2 separate regions of the Capra hircus genome follow, and region 2 is linked to region 1. Evidence: chromatin contacts called from public Hi-C data. All regions are on one chromosome and are shown on one strand. The core of a region is the stretch at or near the end of the contact, and the rest is flanking DNA. Distances in the headings are between cores, read along the strand shown.

What was found. A called contact is a pair of places that touch in the nucleus more often than the background predicts.
Region 2: a Hi-C map of blood shows a contact between it and region 1, with 2.8 times the contacts expected there. The contact joins two enhancer-like sites. A contact is called at or near these places in 2 of 5 Hi-C or Micro-C datasets (both in blood).

Annotation. Positions count from the first base shown.
Region 1 is chr13:41,566,067-41,570,846 of ARS1.2, reverse strand. No RefSeq gene overlaps it. Among named protein-coding and RNA genes, the nearest start is that of CST11, 120 kb to the right of the region's middle. Within about 2 kb of position 3,111, at least 2 of the 5 cell types and tissues checked have an H3K27ac peak or open chromatin away from gene starts, as enhancers often do.
Region 2 is chr13:41,890,194-41,895,309 of ARS1.2, reverse strand. No RefSeq gene overlaps it. Among named protein-coding and RNA genes, the nearest start is that of CST7, 39 kb to the left of the region's middle. Within about 2 kb of position 1,484, at least 3 of the 5 cell types and tissues checked have an H3K27ac peak or open chromatin away from gene starts, as enhancers often do.

The sequences.
Region 1 (4,780 bases), core at 1,862-4,361:
AACATGACTCACAGCTATATGTCCTGCTTGTTCCAAGAGGCACCGAGAGCCCGAGGGGGGCTCTGCCCCGGGCTGTGCTCACCCCGGGTCGCAGACAGAGAGGCCTCAGACACCACCCCCTGACGTGTCGACAGATGGCACATGTCATCTCTTCTGCTCTGTTGGCCAAAGCCAGTCTCATGACTATGCCTGGTGCACAAGAAGGGGCAGCATGACTCCCTCTGGTTCTCGTGGGAAGACGCAGGAGCATCCAGAGGGCAGCCCTAATGGCCAGTGGGATGCCCACCTAAATGTCCCTGGTGGTATCCCCAGCCTCACAGGCAGCACAAGGCAGGGCAGGGCCTCAAAGCCACTTTGCCCTGATCATCGATCCCCCATCCCGTCAATATTGACATCAAAACCTCATGCTTGGGGTCTGATGCTATTCAGGATTCTAAAAATTCCTTAAATAGAAAGAAAAGCATGCTACCCCATTTGTGTGATGATCGAGGGTGGACAGAGCATCCAGATGACAACTCACATTTTCCTTCCAGCTCAGCCAAGCTCACCGGGAGGACCACAGGGCCGCCTGTCCAAGCACCACCCGGCGATGAGCTGGGGGGCCAGCCTTTTGCTGCATTGAGCTCTGGCCTGAATCCTTGTTTATCCAGAAAGAGAACAAGTGTCCCACCACCTGTGATTCATTTTCATTTTTTACCTTATTTTCCTTCTGGGCCTTCAGTCTGCTCATTACCTTTTCTTTCGCCTCCACTTCCCTGTTACGCATTTTAATTTTTCTGGGTGATTTTTTAAATTGCACAAAGCAATTTTGCTTTTTGTTCCTGCAGCTTCTATAAAGCATTTCTCTCTTTTAATTATTCAAGCACATTCCTCCATAAATTACAGTTTCTGAGTTTCTGGATGTTTCATGCCTGTCATAACAGGTCTGTACTAGATACACGATCGAGTGGTGGAGATATTAATCAAGGAGAAGAGTCTTCAGCCCTCCGCGAGCCTTTGGCCTTGATGGAAGATGGGTGCTGAGTGAGCAAATGGAAATCAGAGATAAGATGGGTGCTGGCAAGCAGGCAGGGGGCACTAAACCCACGCAGAAGGTAGGGGAAGGACGGGTGCCATGCAGCGGTGGCAGACGCTGCCCACTCACCCTTGGTCTTCCTGCCTTAGCGCCTCCTGCGTACCTCCCAGCTGCCAGCCTCCTCTATACTTCGCCTCTGCTGGTGTCCAGGAGATTAACCAGGAGACTAACACCCCAGAGGGACCCCCTCAGCACCATCTCCCAGAAATTCCTGACAGTCCACACTCTCCTCTTCCCTGACGCTTCCCCACCCTCCCAAAAAATGTTTCCTGGGGTTGTTGTTCAGTTGCTAAATCATATCTGACTCTCCATGACCCCATGGACTGCAGCACACCAGGCCTCCCTGTCCTTTACTATCTTCTGGGGTTTACTCAAATTCATGTTCATAGAGTCTGTGATGCCATCCAACCATCTCATCCTCTGTCACCCCCTTCTCCTCCTGACTTCAATCTTTCCTGAGGTTGCCCCCCACCAGAAACCACCTACTGTTACTCATCTGCTTCTTGGCAGCCCAACCTGGATGGTCGCCTTTACGAAAAAAGGAAAACTGCTGAATCACCAAAGGTGGGGAGACATCAGTGAGGCAGCTTAAGGGGAAGGGAGCTCCCAGCAGAAGGAGGGTCTGGGCCCAGACACATTCATGGGAGGGTCTATCACCCTGGAGTTGCAAAGGGAAGCACCCACTGAGCTGCAGCTCGGAAGCAGCTTAGCTATGGCCCATGTGTGCATGTGAGCTCAGTGGCTTCAGCCCTGTCTGACTCTTTGCGACCCTGTGAACTGTAGCCCGCCAGGCTCCTCTGTCCATGGGATTCTCCAAGCAAGAATACTGGAGTGGGTTGCCATGCCCTCCTCCAGGGGATCTTCCTGACCCAGGGATTGAACCCATGTCTCTTATGTCTTCTGCAGTGGCAGGAGGGTTCTTTACCACTAGTGCGCTGTGGGAAGCCCAGAATCTGTCAAACACCCAAAGGACTTCGAGACTGCAGACAGCTCCCTTCAGAGCACGAGCATGGACTTGGATTCATAAAAGTGACAGTTACCCAGTTGCGTCTGACTCTTTGCAACCCCATGGACTATATAGTCTATGGACCTCTCCAGGTCAGAACACTGGAGTGGGTAGCCTTTCCCTTCTCCAGGGCATCTTCCCAACCCAGGGATCTAACCCAGGTCTCCCACATTGCAGGTGGATTCTTTACCAACTGAGCCACAAGGGAAGCCCCTTGGATCCAGAACCCATGGGCTAAAAATACCGGTTCTGCCATTCACAAGCTGCGTGACCCTGAGATACTCTTCTGACCTCTCTGTGCCTCGGTTTCCTCATCCGTAAGGTGGAGAGAGTCCCACTACCTACTGAATGGCTTTTGTGAGGCTAAAGGGAATTGCTGAGCGTCATGATCCCTGTTGGTGGGTGGTGGTGGTAAGAGTAGCAGCTATTTTCTGTTTGTGATGATTTCAGTGGCCTCTGAGATTCAAATTGCATAGGGAAGGAGACTCAATGCCTGCTCTCCAGGAGCCCATGGCCAGATGAGGCAGAAATACATGTACAAGTAGAAATGACCCACGAGGAGGATGGGGAACGCCCTAGTGACTCAGAAGGGCTGGAGGGCTACAGAGAGGACACACAACTCTGGCTGGTGGACCATGTGGACCCAAACTTGAAGGACAACTTACTCACCATGGCCTGCTCCCGTGAGGTCCCTGGACCCCTGGTCTGTCCTGGGTGGTTGCCCTGCAGACGTCTGCACGGGCCGCAGAGCAGGACGATGGGGGCCTGCTGCCCCCTACTGGCAATTGCTCTGCTCAGTACAATCCACCAACCTTTCCAGATCCTGGTGGCTCAGCGAGCGCAGAACCCAGGAGGCGGGTCTCCAGAAGCCAAGGCAGCAATCTTGGGGGGTCGGGGCGGCAGGGGGGGAATCAGCTTGCAAAGCTCTCCCCCAGGTCGGACCCTCAGTCACCCTGGAGACACCCTCAGAGTGTTCTGCATGCGGTGACGCTGGAATAAGAAGCAGAAGGGGAAGGATGACTATCGGCGGGTGAAGGGCCCCCTCTAGTGGTCACTGTGGTCCAGGAGCGGATGCGATCTGAACCTCAGACTCGGCCAGCTCAGGGGTCCGCGGGACTCACGGGGTAGGTGGCCGAGGCCCTGAGCCTGCGCTGAGGTGCTCCCGGAGAAGGAGGGTCCTCTTTCTGGCGTCTCGGCAGATCATCCTCGTCACTGTGGGTGGGGTTGCCTCACCCCTCCCGCGTGCCCCCCAGGCACCTTCCCTCTCTCTGAGCCCTGAAGGGCCACCCTCCCTGGCCGCCCTCTATGAAGCCCTGAGTGCCCCCAGACTCCCTCCATGCCACGGTTCCTGTAACCAACGCCTTGGTAAATACACAGCTTCTAAGCCACCGCCTGAAGAAGGTTGGGACCAGCTAGGGATGAGGGATAAGTCCTGCCAGCTTCCAAACCCATGCTGGTCTCCGTGGAGCTGGGGGTTGGGCTGGTGGGGGCAAGGCTGTGACAGCAGAGAAGGTTCAGGGCAGGGGACTGAGAAGGGGAGGGTCCTCAGCTTCTGCCTTACCCCATCCTGCACCTCCCTCTGCCAGGGGATGGAGATGGGCTTGCTGTTTCCCATCTCTGTTCTTCTGTGTCCTCCTGGGTTTTTGCCACAAGACTCACACCCACACTCTCCCGGGATGTGGCTGACTTCGAGAGCACAGGGCTTCATGGCCCAGGGTCGACTGGGGGCAGAGCAGGAAGCTAGGTGAAGAACTTGGTAATTAATGAATCACAAAATTGAGGGTTGCAGGGACTTTCCTAGACCATGCCCTTTAGTCTCTCCATTTTTGAGAGAAGGAAGCTGGGGCCCTGGGTAGAGAAGTTGCCACCTTGGAGAGGCCCATTTAGGAGCTGTGACTTCCCAGACCCGCTGGGGTCAGGCAGAGAGGGGGGTGGGGAGGAAAACAGCCTGTTAATATTAATAGACTTTCAGCTTCTGTGAGGTCATAGCTTCTTGGGAACATGCGTGCACTGACACACCCATTCTAGGGAAAGGCTTTCTCCAGGATGCAGTGGGGGTGAGTAGGATTAATGGACAGTTGCCTCCCTGGCTGAAATACACATCCACGCCCTCTGCCCAGAGTAAGCCCCTCCCTCTAGACAATGCAGACATAAGCCCCACGCCATTGCCTTTGGGCCAACTGAATGTGAGCGGCTGAGACAGGTGCATGTGTGATGTGACTGGTCCTCCTGCCTGACTCAAAGCCCCAATAAGAAGAGGCTGAACCCAACAGCTCCTGCCCCCTGTGCTCAGCCACACCATGAAAACACGAGCCCCTCAGGCTGCGAACGCAAGAGCCTGCAAGGAAGCGTGTGGCTGTAAACCCCTGAGCTGTGAGGTTGTGTACATGCTAAGTCGCTTCAGTCCTGTCCAGTTTTTTGTGACCCCGTGAACTGTAGCCCACCAGGCTTCTCTGTCCATGGGATTCTCTAGGCAAGAATACCAGAGTGGGTTGCCGTGCCCTCCTCCAGGGGATCTTACCAACCCAGGGATCAAACCGATGTCTCCTGCATTGTAGGTGGATTCTTTACCACTGAGCCATGACGGAAACCCTGAGATGTGAGGCCTTTGCTGTGCAAAACACTAATACGTGATTCAGCCCACATTCTACATTGCCTCATCTATGAGCCTTTCTTTTCCTGGCCCCCATAACAACTCA
Region 2 (5,116 bases), core at 235-2,734, 330 kb before region 1:
AATTCAAGATGAGAAAGTGTAAGAAATCACAGATGCAGAAAAAACAGTCAGATTCAAATGGAAAAGGATACTTTGCTTCACTCTGTGGATTAGATGACTGATGCCAAAAGACTCAGGAAACTGAAGGGTCAGTGGACACGTGCGAAGCTGAGCGGTCCTTCAGATGACCTTCAAGAGGGCCTGTGAGAGGGGTGACCGTGTCCAGGAAACATCTCCAAGGTGCCCTGTGAGCTGCAGTAACACAGCACACTGGTGAACGCCCACATGTGGTGTGTGCGGCCGCGCCTGTGACCTGAGTACACGGGCACACTGGGCACCATTGTTCTCTGGGTACCCAGGGAGCAACCCTGGCATATTGAGCCGGGGCACTCACGTGTGCAGGTGGGAAGAAAGTGATTTCCACTGCACATCCTTTTGATCCAGCTGGCTGATTTTTACCACTTCTTATCATTTACTAATGCAAAAAAAAAAGCAGGGGGGGATGTTCCATGGAAAAATGCCAAAGAGGTCTCTCCATACCATTTTCTGATAAACACCCTCAGATACAAGCATCAGGGGAGCTTGGGACGTCAGCTGAGGGTGCAGAGTGTCCTGAATGGAGTGTGGAAGTTGGTCTCCTGTAATGACCCCATGTGTCTCACTGGCCAAGTACTCTGTTGGCGTTGGTAACACTCCGGGCCTGTGGCCAAGGTCTCTTGGCCAGTAGCAGTTCTAACCCATCCCTTCACAGTGAAATGATAAAACTGGGTTGGCAGAATGGTTTCTGAAATGAGAATGGTGATGAATGCCCACAGCTGTCACTCTTTAGCAGAAATTTGTCATATTATACACAGAATTAAATCTATCCTCCATTAAAAGTATGACAAAAAGAATTAATTCATTTTCAATGTAATGACTTAAGCAAGCAGATCTTGCATAACAATGAGGGTTTCTGAACTTCTAATGAACTGTTTAAAGTGTTCGAGCTGAATTTGGGTCTCTGATAATAATTTCTAAGATCCAAGACTCCCCGGTTGGATGGCATTGCCAATTCAATGGTCATGAACTTGGGCAAATTCCAGGAGATGGCGAGGGGCAGGGAAGCTTATTGTGCTGCAGTCCATGGGGTTGCAAAGAGTCGGACACGGGGTTGCAAAGAGTCGGACACGGGTTGCAAAGAGTCGGACATGACTTGGCAACTGAATAACGAAAAACAGCAAGACTCCCCTAAAGGAGCTGTTTGGTGAGATACTCTCCAAGGGAATTGGTCTGGAGACAATGAACACAAGTGAAAAAGTCAGAGACTGTGGCAGTCTGCTGTGTCTATGGCCCCATGGTGACCTTACTCCCTGTTGATCTGGAGGTTGGCCATGTGGTTGTTCAGGGTGAGGTATTAACAACTGTGAGCTTGCTAAGTGCCATTGTGTTGGGGTCTGTGTTCCTGGGACACTTTGTGGAAGCCAGCTGCCATGTGCCAAGGCCAGTGGCCTGAGGTCACCTGCTGTCAGGAAGCCCAAGCTGCCCCGTGGAAGGTCACACGGAAAGAGCTCTGTGCCGTCAGCTCTCGGCTGGGTCAGCTGGTCTGGCCGAAGCCCCACAGCCCAAGTGTATGTTAGTTGGAGGGAAGGACTGCCCAGCTGAGCCCAGGTTCAAATTTTTACTGTTGCTCAAGCTGCTAAGTTTTGAAGCATCTTGTGCAGCTTAGGCAACGGCCGGGGGGGCGGGGGGGGGGAGGGGTCTGAGGTGAGATGCACCTGGAGGAAAGGGAGCAGGTGCAGGAAATAAATGCACCAAGAGTGGTAATCCTGTCATCGTAAAGTGGTCAGAACTCCGACTGCTTCACAAGGACTCTCTAGGTGACAGCATAGCCAAGATCCATGTGACTCAAGTGCGGTCCCCACACTGCAGCGCTGACGAGCTCTGGGAGCTTGTTCATTTCTTAGAAAACCCCAAACCTGGGACCCTGCCCCAGAAACTTGGCTCTCCACGTAATGTCTAGGCACTCCACGAGGAGGTTCAGGTCTCAGAGGTCTGGGTTTTGGGTTGTGAGCCCTGGGGTTGCCACACTCTCGGCAGTGAGCAGGTCATGACCATCTGTACAAAGATGGATTTCAAGATGTCCATCTCCCTGGAGACCTTTTCGAAGAAGTGATTCATCCACTGAAGGTCTCACAACACCACCCCCCACACACCCCCGAATAATCAGCCTTCACGTTCCCAACCAGGAGCACACTAGGTCATGTGGCCATCCTCAGAGAAGATCAGTAAGAGGGGGCTTTGTTCACTGCTAATGCAGAGGCTCTGTGTCGGTTGGGAAGGTGATGGCCTGGGAAGGGGTCTTGGGGACGGGGGTTGATGGCAAGGGTTCCACGTCTCTGAGCCGCTGGTCACGCGATGGAAAGGCTGGCCCAGTGGCCCCTGGAAGTCTCATTGCTGGTCAGAACCCAGAGGCCAGGCCCTGCCCCTGGTGCAGAGTTTGCACCAGGGACTGGGGTGGACCCAAGACAGGGCCTGCAGTCTTGACAGGCAGTTCCAGAACCATCCTTCCTAATTTAACCTGAGCAGTAAGGCAGGAGTGTGCTGTGAACCTGCAAGGCGAGATGGAAACAACCCACAACCCTGCTGCCGTGCAGTATCCCGAGGTCTGCCGTGTGAACACTGAGACCAGCACAGACTCCAAGCCGCCAACAGCTTAACCGCCAGCTCCCTAAACCTAGCCTGGCAGAGCCCGGGAATCCCGGTCAGACGCTCACAGAGGGGGCCCATCCCCCGCCCCTCCTGACCACAGCTGCTGGGCAGATGGGATGAAGGCAACCGAGGCTGAACTCCCGCCCAGGCCCGGGATGGGTGTCTGGAATGGAGCCCGGGGCCCCGTGGCCGCTGACCTAGGGAAGATCCCTGGCACATCTTTTCCCGGAGCTCCAGCGCCACCTGGTGGCGGGGGCCCCACGCCCGGGTGCATCTGGGATCCAGATGGTACCACCTGGGCGTGTCCTGGGTGAGCTCGCATCAGAGGGAGAGGGTCCCAAAGAAGTCCCAGGAGGCCTGTGCCCCCTGCCCAGCCTCGACACCCCCTGCCTCACTGCTGTGTCCTACAGGTGTATTTCTGGGGAATGTGTCAGAGTGAGGCTGTTGCCCCAGGCTCTGCTTTACAGGGACAGAAATTGAACCCGATCCTGGTCCCTGCTCGTGCCCCTGTGCTACCTCCCCCCTCCCCGGTGGTGATGTGGGGGCGTAGGGTCCAGTGTCCCTGCCCTGGCCGGACATCTGGGCCTGAGCACCCCGTCCTGCAGCCTGACCCGCTTCAGGCAGGATGAACTCCAAGAGCCGGGCAGCAACAGCCCTGATCATCCTGAGAGCCCAGGGTTAGAAAAGTGACCAAAACAGGAAAGTTTTGCTTTCTACAAGCCTTTTAATATCTTCTCCAAATCCCAAATTTCCATATATGTCTTTATTATAGTATTAACATGCAACACATTCATATATTATATAAGGCTCCCCAGCGGCTCAGTGGAAAAGAATCTGCCTGCAGTGGAGGACACATGGGAGATGTGGGTTCAATTCCTGGGTCAGTAAGATCTCCTGGAGAAGGGAAATGGCACTCCACTGCAATATTCCTGCCTGGGAAATCCCATGGACAGAGGAGCCTGGCAGGCTGCAGTCCATAGGATCGCAAGGAACGCTCTGTACCCTATTACCTACCCTGAAAGGGGCGCTCTGCCCTGCCTTTTGTTCCATTTGGCACATTGGCTGTTGTCGGCCATCAGAGACTCTAAAGCCACCTGAGAAAAGGCCCCGCGATATTTGGACAAAGAGATGTGACATGAGGGGGGGGCGCAGCAGAGGCTGAAGGATGAGCTGCTGCCCCCGGCCTGTAATGCCTTCTTCACCCAGTGTGTCCCCACAGGCTTTGAGCTCAAGCAAAGTCATCCTTGGAGACCCACCCATTGTTTCAGTTGCTATGGCTTCACAACAAACCAGCCCAGGCCTCAGCAGTTTTAAACAACAGTGTTTGTTGACCTTGAGCATGTGGGTCAGGAATGTGGACAAACACAGCGCTCTCCACATGGTTTCCTGCTCTGAGGTGGAGGGGGCCGGCCACCATGTGGAGGCCATGCCCCAGGAGAGAGAGGTGGCTTAGCCTCGGACGTCAGCATCTTCTCCTGTGAGTTGCACCGAGGTTGGACACATTTCACAGCTGCCTTTAGAAATTCATCGTCCGGGCCGCCGTTTCACAGAGGTGACCCCATCAGCTGAGCAAACTGGACATTCAGGGACCACATTGCTAGGCTGGGACAGAACAGGCTGGGGCCAGGGACTGTCCCAGGGAGGACCCAGGGTGTCTTGGAGGGGCCTTGGTCCACCCAGGCCCTGGCGATACCCCAGGTGGAGGGGGATGACTGGAGGCTCCAGGAAGGGGAGGAAGTGGATCTTGGTGATGAAGGGCCCCCTGTTACTTGTGGATCAGCAGTTCCTTCTGACCAGGAGGCCAGCCAGTAGCAGAGGATGAAGAAAGGGAGTGGGTAGGGAGGGAACCATGCCACCAAGATTGCAGCCAAGCTCTGTAGCTGGACACAGGCAAGAGGCAAGGTTTCCATCAGCCCCATGTCTTAGCCCAGGGAGCCTCCCCACACCAAGAGCTATCCAACAGCGAGCCTGAGGCCTTTCTGCTGGGAAGACAGACTGGGGCCTCCAGCAGCCCTGTTGGGTGCGGAAGGCTGAGGCTTGCCTACTTGTCTGGTGTCCAAGGAGATGGTCATCCCTCAGATGAAACTTGGGTGGAGGGAGGGCTCCTGAGACTACAATCTCTCCTGCTCAGATGTGGCTCCCAAAGCCAGGGTTCCGTGGTTTACCCTGAGCTGGGGTAAAAAAAATCCCAGGATTCCCACCCCTCCGCACTTCCCCCTTCCTTCAGGAAGCCCTTCATGCCTTCCTGCCAACAGGGTTCCGGCCTCTGCCCTGATCGCCCACTGTTTCAAGGTGAGCGTGTGGTCGAGTCCTCCAGGCACTAAGTGCTGTCTGGTCCACAGTGGAGCCCAGACCCCTCGCAGGCCTTGCTGGGCTGAGAGTGCAAGACTGTGGTTACCATACAGGGGGCGGGGTGCTCGGAGTGAAGGATGTTATGTCCCGTACACTG